Regions from separate parts of the Macaca mulatta genome. Here region 1 is linked to region 2. Evidence: chromatin contacts called from public Hi-C data. All regions are on one chromosome and are shown on one strand. Each heading gives the region's core, a stretch centred on a gene start, on an enhancer-like site or on the middle of the called end of the contact. The rest is flanking DNA. Distances are from core to core; before and after follow the strand shown. Region 1 overlaps LRFN1 (leucine rich repeat and fibronectin type III domain containing 1). Region 2 overlaps ACP7 (acid phosphatase 7, tartrate resistant (putative)).

The links. Hi-C and Micro-C count contacts between places; a contact is called where the count stands out from the background.
Region 1: a contact with region 2 is called in a Hi-C map of round spermatid, with 2.9 times the contacts expected there. The contact joins two enhancer-like sites. A contact is called at or near these places in 9 of 14 Hi-C or Micro-C datasets (CD4 T cells, blood, cortical neurons and 5 more).

What each region holds. Positions count from the first base shown.
Region 1 is chr19:50,407,548-50,414,822 of T2T-MMU8v2.0, reverse strand. LRFN1 (leucine rich repeat and fibronectin type III domain containing 1) reads left to right here. Exons shown (of 5, transcript XM_077982640.1): 2 at 694-726; 3 at 2,907-2,961; 4 at 3,669-5,111. The coding sequence starts at 3,706. Among named protein-coding and RNA genes, the nearest start is that of IFNL1, 20 kb to the right of the region's middle. Within about 2 kb of position 2,277, at least 3 of the 40 cell types and tissues checked have an H3K27ac peak or open chromatin away from gene starts, as enhancers often do.
Region 2 is chr19:50,198,033-50,205,849 of T2T-MMU8v2.0, reverse strand. It overlaps ACP7 (acid phosphatase 7, tartrate resistant (putative)), which reads right to left. Exons shown (of 14, transcript XM_077982698.1): 13 at 6,114-6,251; 14 at 1,948-3,415. The coding sequence ends at 3,350. Among named protein-coding and RNA genes, the nearest start is that of PAK4, 15 kb to the left of the region's middle. Within about 2 kb of position 2,744, at least 6 of the 40 cell types and tissues checked have an H3K27ac peak or open chromatin away from gene starts, as enhancers often do.

The DNA of each region.
Region 1 (7,275 bases), core at 1,028-3,527, 210 kb before region 2:
ATGTGTTCAGACATGTATGTGAAGGACACGTGTGTCTGTGCCCTGGCACAAGGCTGTCCCTACTTCTGGGCTCAGTGGGTTTGAGGCCCATGTGGCATGACCTCTGGTATGCTGGGGTCCCTGGATACAGTGTGTCCATGTGCCAGGCCAAATGCCCATAGAGGGCGGCGGGCACACAGATCATGTTGCTGTATTCATAGAAATCCAGATGTAGAGACTGGGGTTGTGGGCTTGTGTGGGTTCTGACATGGCCACACATGTTGGTGTGGGCAACGGTATCATGGCAAGGATGGGCAACTTGGGCCCTTCTCCAGCTCTTGGTACCTTTCAGGACTTTGTAGTTGAGGGGCTGGGATGTAAACTCTTGGGTTTTAAAGGAGGGCCAGGGGTCTGGTCTGGACTCTTGGGTCAGAGAGGAGGGAGCTAGGGTTCTTGGCTCCTGAAACCCCAGAGGACAAAGGGCTAAAGTCCTCGACTCCTGGGCTTTTGAGGGTGAACAGCCCTGAGGCCTGATCTCCTAGGATTCCAGAGAGGACTTCCGGGTTCCTGTGAGACTATGCAAACCCCGCCACAGGAGGACTGAGAGAGTGATCACACCAGGGACTTCCTTGACTGGGATGGTCTCCAAGGCAGGGTCTGGTGCCCAGAGAAGAGCCAGAACGATGCTAACAAGGTGGTTGTGTTCCTTTGCAGGTGCTGGCCCAGGCCCTGACTCCCTGAAGAGAGGTGAGTAGAGCCGTAAGGCTTCAGAGAGAGAGAGAGAGATATGGGGTGATGGGGCTCGCTGTCAGCCAGCTGGGGGTCTGGAACCCTGCCTTGCATGGATTTCAGTTCAGGGGATGACAGTTTCCTGAAGGACCAGGTGCCCACCACTCTTCCCAAGGCTGGGGAGTGATGACAAGGTCAGGAACATCAAAGTTGGGTGAGGGCTTGCGGTGGCCAGGTGGCTCTGGGGAGCAGGTAGGGGTTTTACACCAAGAGACATTCATTCTTAGGATGGTTAAGGTGGTTGGGAAAGCAGGGTTTCCTCATGATATCAGTAAAGGATACAAGAATATATCAAGATATGAAATGATCCCTGCATTTAGAGGGTTGAATGAATATGTTTTTGCATTTTGTGTGTGCGTGTGCATGGGTGTGGGAAGATCTCCTGATAGCCTGGCCTGCTGGTGGCTGAGAAAGCTGGAGAAAATAATAAATTAATAATAATAATAGTAATAATAATAATAATGATAATAGCAGCAGCTCCCATGTATGTAGTGTTTACTTTGTCAGGAACTATTCTAAGCATGTCATAAAATATTATCTCATTGAATCCTCATAGCAACCTTATGAAGTAGGTGCCATTGTTATTCCCATTTGACAGATGAGCACACTGAGGCACAGAGAGGGGAAGTCCCTTTATTAAAGTCACACAGTGGGGAGGTGAGGTCTGAACCCAGGCAGTAGGGTGGATTCTGTCTTGCAGTGCTGCACTGCTCTCCATAAATGTTAGCTATTTCCATTGCTATTATTATTCCCTCCATTTGAGTCCCACCCCAGCTGTTGGAGGCGAGGCTCTGGACTTCTGTTTCATAGACTGGGGTTCTGAGCCCTGGCGACCCCGCAGCCAAGCAGGTGCAGACTCGGGCTCCTAATTCTGGCGTCCCCCTTTCTAGGCCAGAGTTTCCAGTACATTATAGAGTAGTGATCTATAGGGAGCGAAGGACAGGTTTGGGGTGAACTCAGAGATGGTAGGACACCCCGATCCAGCCTCTTTTTCCACCTTCAGCCTGGTCATTGTCTCCCTTAGTCGCTGTCTCTTTCCTCTTCTGTCTGTGTCTCTCTAATACTGTGTCTATTTTTCTCTCCATCTCTGTGTCTCTCTTTTCTGTGTCTCATTCTTCGCTCTCAGTTTTCTGTCTGTTCACCTTCCTTTCAGACTCATTGTCTTTTTGTCTCTCTGTTTCTCTCCGAATCTGTCTCTCTCTCTCTTTGCCAGTCCACTTCTCCCTCCCCTCATCTCTCCCTGTCTCTCTTCACCTCTCTCTCTGACTTTCCTGGTCTCAGTCCCAGGCCCCCTCCCCAAGGCCAGGAAGATCAAAGCCACCTAAGGCCATAGCCCCAAACACAGATTCCCAGGAGGTAGGCCAGCAGGGGCTAGGACCCAGGGCAGGGTGGGGTGAAAACAGTTTCAGGGACGCCCCCTTCCCATCCTTTCCTCTTCACCCCCCACCCACCCTGTGTTGTGATGGGAACTGACATGTCGTGGGCTGCAGCCGCCGCAGGGGGAATCCCTGCCGGAAGGTTTTGCCTGGAGCAGAGACATAGCGTGAGTGTGCGAGTGTGTGAGTGTGTGTGTGTGTTGTGTGTACCCAAAGATGTGAGCATGAAAGTCTGCCCTGCTTGGGAGCTCAGCTGAGCCCAGGATGAAACCAGACCTCAGAGAAGGACTTCCTGAGGCTGAACTGGAAGACTCAGATGTGTTTTTCTCAGTCCCTCCCACTTTCACACTCTCCCTGCCAATGCCAGAGGTGGGAGGGGGGAAACCCTTAACATTTATTGAGTACTTACTGTATGCTAGGCATGTTCGGTGGTACATGAATGAAGATGGTACAGTTATCATCCCAATTTACAGATTAAGAAATTACAGCCTAGCTAGGGGAAATTGTTGGCTTGGGGGTCACAGAGCTAGCAAAAGGGGAACCAGGATTTGAACCTGAGTCCGTTTGATTTCAAAGTACTTATTCTCAATAATAGGGCACTGTTCTCTGCCTGGTACATATTAAGCACTTCATGATCATGATGATGATTGCTGACATGTAATAAGCACATTTTATGTGCCTGGCACTATTCTAAGTATGCTATGTTCATCAATCCATTTAATCCTCACAGCAGTAAGGCCTGTTTCTATCTCCCTTTTACAGATGAAGAAACCTAGAATCAGAGAGGTTCAGACACTTGCTGGAGGTCACACAGCTAGTAAGTATCAGAGCCGGGATTTGGAGCTAGGGAGTATGGCTTGGACAGCCAGGGCCTTAAACCATAGTTAACAGTGATTTTTTAGAATATTTAGTGGGTACTGGAGGGCCCAGGCTGGGCCAGGTGTCACCCCTCTGGTTGGGAGATCATGAGAGGTTTGGGAGCTACTACAGGAGGGGCAGAGGTGAGGGTGGGACACGAAAGGTAGGGGCAGGGGTAATCTATCAACCAGTATAGAAATATTTTTATTTTTATTTGTTTTTTAAGATGGAGTCTTGCTCTGTCGCCCAGACTGGAGTGCAATGGCGCGATCTCCGCTCACTGCAACCCCCACCTCCCCGGTTCAAGCGATTCTCTAGCCTCAGCCTCCCAAGTAGCTGGGATTACAGGCGCCTGCCACCACGCCCGGCTAATTTTTGTATTTTTAGTAGAGACAGGTTTTCACCACGTTGGCCAGGCTGGTCTTGAAATCCTGACCTCAGGTGATCCGCCTGCCTCGGCCTCCCAAAGTTCTGGGATTACAGGCATGAGCCACCGTGCCCAGCATGGAAATGTTGTAATCTGTTGTTAATAGCTGATAATGGGTCCTCTCACCATCTTATGGAACCCAGCTGTAGGGGTAGGGGAGGGATCCAGGTCTGACTCGTAGCAAGACATCCCTTGGCGGCCAAGTCCCATGCCTAGGTAACTGGCTCCTTCCCCGGCAGGTCTCACCTCCCACCCCTCCTGCCTTCCCACTGCACCATGGCTCCAGGACCCTTCTCCTCGGCCCTCCTTTCGCCGCCGCCCGCCGCCCTGCCCTTTCTGCTGCTGCTCTGGGCGGGGGCATCTCGTGGCCAGCCCTGCCCCGGCCGCTGCATCTGCCAGAACGTGGCGCCCACACTGACCATGCTGTGTGCTAAGACCGGCTTGCTCTTTGTGCCTCCCGCCATCGACCGGCGCGTGGTGGAGCTGCGGCTCACCGACAACTTCATCGCGGCGGTGCGCCGCCGAGACTTCGCCAACATGACCAGCCTGGTGCACCTCACCCTCTCCCGGAACACCATCGGCCAGGTGGCGGCCGGCGCCTTCGCCGACCTGCGTGCCCTCCGGGCCCTGCACCTGGACAGCAACCGCCTGGCGGAGGTGCGCGGAGACCAGCTCCGCGGCCTGGGCAATCTCCGCCACCTGATCCTGGGAAACAACCAGATCCGCCGGGTGGAGTCGGCGGCCTTTGACGCCTTCCTGTCCACCGTGGAGGACCTGGACCTGTCCTACAACAACCTGGAGGCCCTGCCGTGGGAGGCGGTGGGCCAGATGGTGAACCTAAACACCCTCACGCTGGACCACAACCTCATCGACCACATCGCGGAGGGGACCTTCGTGCAGCTTCACAAGCTGGTCCGCCTGGACATGACCTCCAACCGCCTGCATAAACTCCCGCCCGATGGGCTCTTCCTGAGGTCGCAGGGCACCGGGCCCAAGCCGCCCACGCCGCTGACCGTCAGCTTCGGCGGTAACCCCCTGCACTGCAACTGCGAGCTGCTCTGGCTGCGGCGGCTGACGCGCGAGGACGACCTAGAGACCTGCGCCACGCCTGAACACCTCACCGACCGCTACTTCTGGTCCATCCCCGAGGAGGAGTTCCTGTGTGAGCCCCCGCTGATCACGCGGCAGGCGGGGGGCCGGGCCCTGGTGGTGGAAGGCCAGGCGGTGAGCCTGCGCTGCCGAGCGGTGGGTGACCCCGAGCCGGTGGTGCACTGGGTGGCACCTGATGGGCGGCTGCTGGGGAACTCCAGCCGGACCCGGGTCCGGTGGGACGGGACGCTGGATGTGACCATCACCACCTTGAGGGACAGTGGCACCTTCACTTGCATCGCCTCCAATGCCGCTGGGGAAGCGACGGCGCCCGTGGAGGTGTGCGTGGTACCTCTGCCTCTGATGGCACCCCCGCCGGCTGCCCCGCCGCCTCTCACCGAGCCCGGCTCCTCTGACATCGCCACGCCGGGTCGACCAGGTGCCAATGATTCTGTGGCTGAGCGTCGGCTCGTGGCAGCCGAGCTCACCTCGAACTCCGTGCTCATCCGCTGGCCAGCCCAGAGGCCGGTGCCCGGAATACGCATGTACCAGGTTCAGTACAACAGCTCCGTTGATGACTCCCTCGTCTACAGGTGGGTGCGGGTGCTGCAGTCCCAGGGCCTCCTCCCAAGCCCAGGGGGACCCTCTCTCCCACCTGCCCATTCCCTTGGCCTTCTTGCTCAGCCAGGGTTCTAGATGGCTGAGAGACTTGTCCCTGCCCTCCTGTGCCCTGTCTCCTCTCTCTATTTCTTACTGTCTCTATTTTTCATGCTTATAGAAAATATTCGCTGAGCACCTACATGAACCCGACCAGGGCTGGGCACTGGAGTCCTAACAATGACTGAGCTTAGCATGAACCCTGGCCTCATGGGGCTCATGGTCAATATCACTGCTCCCCAAAGCAATCTGATTGTGCACCTCTTCAGTTAAACATTTTGGAGCGTGAAATACACACACACATTTACAGTGACATTTATTTATTTGTTTGTTTGTTTTGAGACTGAGCCTTACTCTGTTGCCCAGGCTGGAGTGCAGTGGCACGAACTCAGCTCACTGCAACCCTCCGCCTCCCGAGTTCAAGCGATTCTCATCCCTCAGCCTCCCAAGTAGCTGGGATTACAGGCACCCACCAACACACCGAGCTAAGTTTTGAATTTTTAGTAGAGACAGGAGTTCACCATGTTGGGCAGGCTGGTCTCGAACTCCTGACCTCAAGTGATCCGCCTGCCTTGGCCTCCTAAAGTGCTGGGATTACAGGTGTGAGCCACCGCACCCGGCCTACAGTGACATTTATATTTATAAATTATATACCAGTACTACCGTACCAACACATTGGGTACATTACAGAAACAGAAAACAAAACATACGAGAAAAATACGTTATTTCCACCCTCCCTTGGGTTTGAAGCCATTGCCCTCGTGTGGACAAACCGTATGGTGTCAACAGACATTTTGAAAAAAGAATTATTTTCTCCCATCACCTCCTTATTCTCTGGCTTTCACCTCTCTGTTCTCCACCTTCTCTGCCCTCATTAGGCACAGAGCCCCTGCTTTGTGCAAAGCTGTCCTGAGCTGGGCGCTGGGGACACAGGGAAACCACCCAGTCCCTGTCCTCAGGGAGCTCATAATCCAACAGGTGGTGGCCCATAGTACATTATGAGTTACAGCCCTGGCCTTGCCATGTCTCTCCATCTCAGTAGTTTTTTTTTGTTTTTGAGGCAGGGTCTTGTTTTATCACCCCAGGCTGGAGTGCAGTGGTATGATCCTAGCTCACTGCAGCCTCAAACTTTTGGGCTCCAAGCAATCCTCCTAACTCCTGAGAGTAGCTGGGACTATAGGCATGCATCACCACACTGGGCTAATTAAAAAAAATTTTTAGTAGAGACGAGGTCTTGCTATATTGTACGGCCAGGTCTTGAACTCCTGGGCTAAAGGGATCCTCCTGCCTTGGCCTCCCAAAGTGCTGGGATTACAGGTGTGAGCCGCTGCACCTGGCCCATGTTGGTAGTTTTTTGGTATGGCTCTCTGTCACAGAATTGGCACACAGTGGGCACTTGATAAATGGTTGTTTGCCACATGGATGTCTCTCCTTCTAGCTCTGCCTCCCTCATGCACATTGTAGAGCACCAGTTAAATGCTTCAGTCCTGTGCCTGGCTTCACATGGAGATGCCAGAGGGGCTGGAGCTGTTTCCCTACCTGTGGAGAGCCCCAGCTTCTGGCTGTCAGATCTTCACTGAGAAACCTGCCTCTTGGCCTCCATCTCTACCTTTCCAGTGTTTTCTTGGCCATAGGCCTGGCACATAGTAGGTGCTTTCCCAGTTTTGGTTGAATGAAAAAAATGCCTCTTGGCCAGGCGCGATGGCTCGTGCCTGTAATCCCAGCACTTTGGGAGGCCAAGGCGGGCGGCTCACTTGAGGTCAAGAGTTCGAGACCAGCCTGGCCAACATGGTGAAACCCTGTCTCTACTGAAAATACAAAAATTAGGCAGATGTGATGGCACGTGTCTGTAATCCCAGCTACGCAGGAGGCTGAGGCAGAAGAATCGCTTGAACCTGGGAGGTGGAGGTTGAAGTGAGCGGAGATCGTGCCATTGGACTCCAGCCTGGGCGACAGAGCAAGATTCCCTCTGGAAAAACAAAAAAAAGCCTCCCTTTTCCTTTGTCTCTGTCTTCCTAATTTCCCTCTCTTCTTGATTCTGGTCCCAAACACTGAGTAGATGCCTACTGTGTGCCCATCTTGTGCTGGGCCCTGGGCCTA
Region 2 (7,817 bases), core at 1,495-3,994:
GCAGGGAATCCAAGGAGTCTGTAGGAAATGAGTGTAGACAGGACCAGGGTGGGAGCTTTGGGGTGGCAAAAGTGTAGAGAGTCTAGATTGACCCAGGCATGGTGGTTCACGCCTGTAATTCTAGCACTTTGAGAGACCAGGGCAGGCGGATCACCTGAGGTCAGGAGTCCGAGATCAGCCTGACCAACACAGTAAAACCCCGTCTTTACTAAAAATACAAAAATTAGCCAGGAGTTGAGGCAGAAGAATGGCATGAACCCGGGAGGCGGAGCTTGCAGTGAGCCAAGATTGCACCACTGCACTCCAGCCTGGGTGACAGAGCGAGACTCCGTCTCAAAAAAAAAAAAAAAAATTAGCCAGGAGTGATGGCACGCTCCTGTAATCCCAGCTACTTGGGAGGCTGAGTCAGGAGAAGTGCTTGAACCTGGAAGGCAGAGGTTGCAGTGAGCTCACACCACTGCACTCCAGCCTGAGCAACAAGAGTGAAACTCCTTGTCAAAAAAAAAAAGGAGTTTAGATCCATTTCGAAGGCAAGGCAAACAGGATTTTCTAGACACTTAGATGTGGAGCATGAGAAAAAGAGGAATCAAGATAGATCCCAAGGCTTTCAATCTCATTTAACCCCAAGGCAGCCTCACAGAATATTATCATTCTTGGGTTACAGATGAAGAAACAGATTCAGAGAGGGTTGCCGACTTGCCCATGGTCACACAGGAATTGGCAGAGCTGGGATTTGAACCAGTTTCTGTTTGACACCAGTGTCCAACCTCTGCCCTCTGTGGAGGTTGCCACCTCCCGGCATGTCCATAGCCTCACCCAGCCCGGGACAGGGCATGCCAGGCCCACACAGGGCACCAGTTCAGTCAGTGGCCACAGCACTCCATGACTGTCCAGCTTGTGACCTCACGGTCTTGGCCCGGCCCGCCACGGGATTCTCTCACTGCTCATCACCTGTGTTGAGTAAACTGTGTTTCCCTGGCTGCCTGCGAGCTCCCAGAGGGCATGACTGTAGCCGATTCATCACTGTCCCTGGCATTGCCTGGCCGGAGCCTGGCATGTAGTGGCCTTCATTAAGGCAATCAATATTTATTAAGCATCTATCTTGTGCTGGGCAATGCTGGGATGCAGCTCTGGGCCCCGTCCTTCTGAGGTTGAAGTCCAGTGGGGGAGTCAGAGAGACCTATCTCCAGACAGTGATGGCCTAGAATGGGCAGGACTGGAACTGCAGGGGAGCCCAGAGTCCCCAGCCCAGCCTGAGTAGGGGCCTGGGAGGATTTGGCAGAGGTGTCGAACTCAGGGTCACCACCCTCACAGACTTAGCCTTGTGGGTGTAGACAGCCAATGAACAAGTTAACCAATCAAGGAGAGAATTACAGATGGAAGTAAAATGGGGAAGGGGCAGGCAGCAACAGAGGATATTTTTGCTGGGGTCGGCAGAGAAGGCCTCTGAGGAGGGGACACCGAGGTTGAGACCTGAGGTTGAGAAGGTGCCAGCCTGGGATGAGCTGGGGAGAGGGCACACAGGGGGCAGACAGCCAGCACCCAGGCCCCGCAGTGAGAAAGAGCTGGCTGTGTTCCAGGAACGGCTAGGAGTCCTGCATGCCTTGGGCCAAGTGAGGGGTGGGTGGGAGGGAATAAAATCTGCGGAGGCAGAAACCACGCCCGTGATGGGGGAATAGATAGATCTCAGGTCATCCGGCAGGGCTGGGAGCCCGCAGGTCCCAGGGCAGCCGTCAGCCCTGGGGCCTTTACCTGTGATTCGTGGAGTCCGACCACTTCCTTCACCTGCTCAGAGCCTCCTCTGGCTCCACCCAAAGTCCTCACCATGGCCTGTAAGGCCCCGTAAAAGCCGTCCCCACCATTGCCCTATCCTCAAGCTCGGTCTCCCTCTCACTTCTCCCTGCTCCAGCCACAGTGGCCTCCTCGTGGACACTCCAACAGGGCACGCACGTTTCCTTGTTTTATTTTTCTCTTTTTAAAACTTTTTTATTTACATATATTTTTTGAGACAGGGTCTTGCTCTGTTGCCCAGGCTGGGGTGCAGTGGCGCAATCGTGGCTCACTGCAGCCTCAACCTCCTGGGCTCAAGCCATCCTCCCACCTCAGCCTTCTGGGCAGCTGGGACTCCAGGCACACACCACCACGCCCAGCTAATTTTCGTATTTTTGGTAGAGACAGGGTTTCGCCGTGTCAGCCAGGCTGGTCTCAAACTCCTGGGCTCGAGTGATCCGCCCGCCTCAGCCTCCCAAAGTGCTGGGACTACAGATGTGAGTTACTGTACCCGGCCAGCCAGGCACATTTCTGTCTCAGGGCCTTTGCACTGGCTATTCCTCTGCCTGGAACGCTCTTTCCCCAGATGTCTGCCCACTTGGCTCCCTCCCCACCTCCTTCGGATCAAATGTTGCCCTCTCAGTGAGATCCCCCTGAAAACTGCAACCACTCCTTCACTGTCCCTGCATTTTCTATGCACAAATCGCCATTTAACCAACTCATTTATCGCGGTTTTTGTCCAACTCTCTGGTTAGGGTGTCAGCTCTGTGAGGGCTGTCTTGTAAATGGCTGTCTTGTAAATGGCTGTCTCTCCAGCTCTGAGAACAGAGCCTGGCACATGGTAGATGCTGGATAAATTATGATTCAATAAATAAAAGACAGGAAAGAAAGGAAGGAAAGGGGGCACGAACTGGCAAGTCTGTGGGCTCTCGCGGTTCATCATCTGTCCTAGCTGGGAGGCAAGAGTGTTAACACGTCTCCTCTTCCCGGATAAGACGGTGCCAGGCTGGGAAACTGAGGCACGAAGGGACTCTCCGTAGCAGTCCTGGAGCAGTGAAGCGGGAGCCAGGCTTCAGACCAACTCTCAATGCCGCGCTCAGAAGAAAAAGTCCCCGACACCACCTGCTGGTGAGTAGTATCATGACAGTTGTGGCCACCTTGCTGACGGAAGGCTGGTGATGCCCTTGCCCAGTGGGCAGGACAGGAGGCAGCCCAGGGGTATCCCCGGAAGATGCGCAGAGTCCATGGAGCCACGGCTTAAGCCCCTTGATGCCTGAAGCCCTGTGGGCACCTCGCCCGATCAGAGCTATGCAGGAGGGCGGTGCCCTGCCAGCAGAGACCTGCTCTGTGTCACTCTGTGCCTGCACACCTGCCCTCCCTCCACAGCCAGCCAGGACTCCCACCTCTCCAGGAGGGAACAGCTGCCCCAGCTCCATAGGGCTGCATGCACCCTACATGGGGCCTCTGGAGGGCAGGGGAGTCAGGGCCCACCCAAATCCCCACCCAGGCCTGGGCAGTCTCTGGTCACAGCAGCCAAGGCAGCAAAACGTAGGCTTCTGGAGGAGAGCTGCCCCCATCCCTAGAGATACATCCTCCGGCCAAACAGGGGTCTCACCACCCAGACATCATCTACGATCTTCCCATCCTGTGAGGGACAAAAACAGGGACAGTAGTTAGAGCTGAAAGCTTGAACTCTGGGGCCAGATGGCCTGGGTTCCAATCCCCTCTTTGCCCTCTGATGGGCTGTACAACCCCGAGCAAGTGGCTAGACCTCTCTGGGCCTCAGTTTTCCTCATGTGAAAAGTGGTGGGGAGAGTAACAGTACCCACATCATAGATGTTGTGGGAGTTAAATGAGATAGTATGTGTAAACAGAGCCCAGCATATGGAAAGGGCTATGTAAGTGGAGGCTATTCTTAGAGCACAAACTCTGGAGTGAGACAGACCTTACTTTATATTTCAGCACATCCACTCTTTCCCTCTCTCTCTCTTTTTTTTTTTTTTTTTTTTGAGACAGAGTCTTGCGGTGTCACCCAGGCTGGAGTGCAGTGGCACGATCTTGATTCACTGCCAAACCTCTGCTTCCCAGGTTCAAGCCATTCTCCTGCCCCAGCCTCCCGACCAGCTGGGATTACAGGCACGCACCACTACGCCTGGCTAATTTTTGTATTTTTTACTAGAGACAAGGTTTCACCATGTTGGCCAGGCTGGTCTTGAACTCCTGACCTCAAGTGATCCACCTGCCTCAGCCTCCTAAAGTGCTGGGATTACAGGCATCAGCCACTGCGCCTGGCCAGCACATCCATCCTCTACGTGGCCTTAAGCATGTGGCTGGAATCTCTGAGCATATGCGATGCACAAAGTAATAGATGCCCAGAGTCATGGCAAGAACCGAGTGAGATCATGCACACAAAGTCTGCGCCCGGTGCATCCGCCACTTGATAAATGGTAGCTATGGGATCCCAGCTCGGCTGTCCTCCAGCTGTGTGACCCTGGGAAAATTACTTTCCCTCTCTGAGCCTCAGTTCCCTCACCTATAAAATGAGAGGAAATCCACTCCTATGAGATTGTTTTGGTGTATAAAGTGCTACTGGAGCCGGATGCGGTGGCTCACACCTGTAATCCCAGCACTTTGGAAGGCCGAGGCGGGCGGATCACCTAAGGTCAGGAGTTCAAGACCAGCCTGGCTAACATGGCGAAACCCTGTCTCTACTAAAAATACAAAAAATTAGCCAGGTGTGGTGGCATGTGCCTGTAATCCCAGCTACTCGGGAGGCTGAGGCAGGAGAACTGCTTGAACCTGGGAGGTGGAAGTTGCAGCGAGCTTAGATTGCACCACTGCACTCTAGCCTGTGCAACAGAGTGAGACTCTGTCTCAAAAATAAATTAATTAATTAATTAAATTAAATGCTACTAAATACAGAGCATCTAGGCAGTGCCTGGTATGCAGTAGGTGCTCAATAAATCATAAATATTATCATTTTTTAAAAACTACAATGGCAAAAATAAAGAAAGGTGAGCCATTATTATTTGGGTCCACCTAACCTTCAGCCAGCCCTACCACATACCCATCTTATTATTTCCCCCCACCTGTGTGCCACCCTGCCATCTTTATCTTCCCCTGCCTCACAATGGGAAACACCTACAAAATTTACCAAGTTCTGCACTATTCTAAGCATTTTATATATAATAAGTCCTTCAACCCCCACGTAGTCCTGTGAGGTGGAAACTATGATCATCCCCTCTCACAGACGGGAAAACTGAGGCTCAAAGAAGTTAGATAAGTGGGCCCAGCATGGTGGCTCATGCCTGTAATCCCAGGACTTTGGGAGGCCGAGGTGGGCAGATCACTTGATGTCAGGAGTTCGAGACCATTCTGGCCAACATGGTGAAACCCCGTCTCTACTAAAAATATGAAAAATTAGCCAGGTGTGGTGTTGGGCACCTGTGATCCCAGCTATCTGGGAGGCTAAGGTAGGAGAATTTCCTGAACCTGGGAGGTGGAGGTTGCAGGGAGCAGAGATCGCGCCACTACACTCCAGCCTGGGCGACAGAGCGAGACTCCGTCTCAAAAAAAAAAAAGTTAGATGAGTGGCTCAAGGTCATTCAGCTGGTAAGTAGCAGGAGCAGGTTTCTAGTTCTACAGTCCACATTTGTTTGTTTTTTTGTTTTGAGTTAGGGTCTCACTGTGTTGCCCAGGCTGGAGTACAGAGGCGAGATCATAGCTCACTGCAAACTCTAACTCCTAGGCTCAAGTGATCCTCTGCCTCAGCCTCCCAAGTAGTTGGGACTACAGACTTCTGCCACCACACTTGGCTAATTTTCGTTTTTGTTTTTTTTTTCCCAAGATAGAGTCTCATTCTGTCTCCCAAGCTGGAGTGCAGTGGCGCCATCTCGGCTCACCGCAACCTCCGCCTCCCAGATTTAAGTGATTCTCCTGCCTCAGCCTCCCATGTAGCTAGGATTACAGGCACCTGCCACCACGGGGAGCTAATTTTTGTATTTTTAGTAGAGACAGGGTTTCACCATGTTGGTCAGGCTGGTCTCTAACTCCTGACCTCAAGTGATCTGTCTGCCTCGGCCTCCCAAAGTGCTAGGATTTCAGGTGTGAACCAGCACACCTGGCCTAATTTTTGTATTTTTTGTAGAGACTAGGTCTCACCATGTTACCCAGGCTGGTCTTGAACTCCTGGACTCAAGCAATCCTCGTGCCTTAGCCCCACCAACTTGCAGGTATTGCAGGCATGAGCCACTGTGCCCGGCCGAGTCCATGTTTTTAACAACTCATTTGCCTGGCAGGGCCTGGCTGTGCAGTCAGATGAGTCGGGCCTGCCCCTCACTGACCTGGTCGTCCGACACCTGCTGGATGTGGATGTGGGTCCCGTTGAGGATGTGCAGCCGGGTGTACCCGTACTCCTTCACACGCACGGCACTCCAGGGCCTCGGGAAGACAGCAAAGGGCGTCAGCCGCTCCTCACAACCCTGGGAAGGGAGAACTGGTCAGACCCAGGGCAGGTGTAGGACCCGCAGGGAAGCAGAAATGACCTGCCAGCCCAGGACCCTGCTGCCCTCAAGGAAGACAGTTCAGACTTGGCCATAGAGACCAGGCCCGGTGGCTCACGCCTATAATCCCAGCACTTTGGGAGGCCAAGAACGACAGATCAATTGAGGTTGGGAGTCAGAGACCTGCCTGGCCAACATGGTGAAACCCTGTCTCTACTAAAAATACAAAAATTAGCCCGGTGTAGTGGCAGACGACTATAGTCCCATCTAGTTGGGAAGCTGAGGCAGGACAATTGCTTGAACCCGGGAGGCGGAGGTTGCAGTGAGCCAAGATCATGCCACTGCACTCCAGCCTGGGCAACAGAGTGAGACTGTCTCAAACAAAAACAAAAACAAAAAGACTTGGCCACAATAATGCTTTGCAATTGAACATTTTGTCCTGGGCAGGCTTCCCTACTCCAGGTCTCTGACTTCTAGAAAACTACACAGCTGTGTAAGACTCTGCCCACTATAGCATTACAGTGAAAGCTCTGAACCGGAAGCCATCCCAACACCCATCAGGGAGTCAGTTAAATACATTATAGCATAGCCATCACAAAGCAGGGAAGCGGGGTGAGACAGAAAGATGGCCAAGATGTGTGTGAAGGGGAAAAAGCAATTCGAAGAACAGAGAAATCACTGGATCTGAAGCCTGGCTGCACAGTAGACCCTCCAAGAAAGCTTTTTAAAACACCAACGCCTGGGGAAACAGAATGCTCGTGCTTGCCGCAGAAAAGCCAGGCTTGAGGAGCAGAGAGGATGCCAGAGCGAGGAAAATCACTATTTTGCACCCAGCATTGTAATACCAGATTGAAGCAAGGATCATGAATGGATGATAAAACTAAGCAGGGAAAGTTTGAGGCATAACAGGACGTTTGCATAGTCTCAAAGTATCTCTCCAGGAGATGCTTGTTAATTACATAGGAAAAAAGAGAGTCACTTTATGGTGGAGAGGGCTGGCAGACACCTCCCTAACCAAGTGATCAAAGTGAGTATCATCAGTAATGAGACCCATCCATACCACACTTTCAGCTGAGAAATCAGAGGCTCAAAGAGGTTAAAAAGGCCGGGCGCGGTGGCTCAAGCCTGTAATCCCAGCACTTTGGGAGGCCGAGACGGGCGGATCACGAGGTCAGGAGATCGAGACCATCCTGGCTAACACGGTGAAACCCCGTCTCTACTAAAAAATACAAAAAACTAGCCGGGCGCGGTGGCGGGCGCCTGTAGTCCCAACTACTCGGGAGGCTGAGGCAGGAGAATGGCGTGAACCCGGGAGTCGGAGCTTGCAGTGAGCTGAGATCCGGCCACTGCACTCCAGCCTGGGCGGCACAGCGAGACTCCGTCTCAAAAAAAAAAAAAAAAAAAAAAGAGGTTAAAAAGACATCGTGCAACCAGGTGCGGTGGCTCATGCCTGTAATCCCAGCACTTTGGGAGGCCGAGGCGGGCAGATCATGAGGTCAGGAGTTCAAGACCAGCCTGGCCAACATGGTGAAACCCTATCTCTAC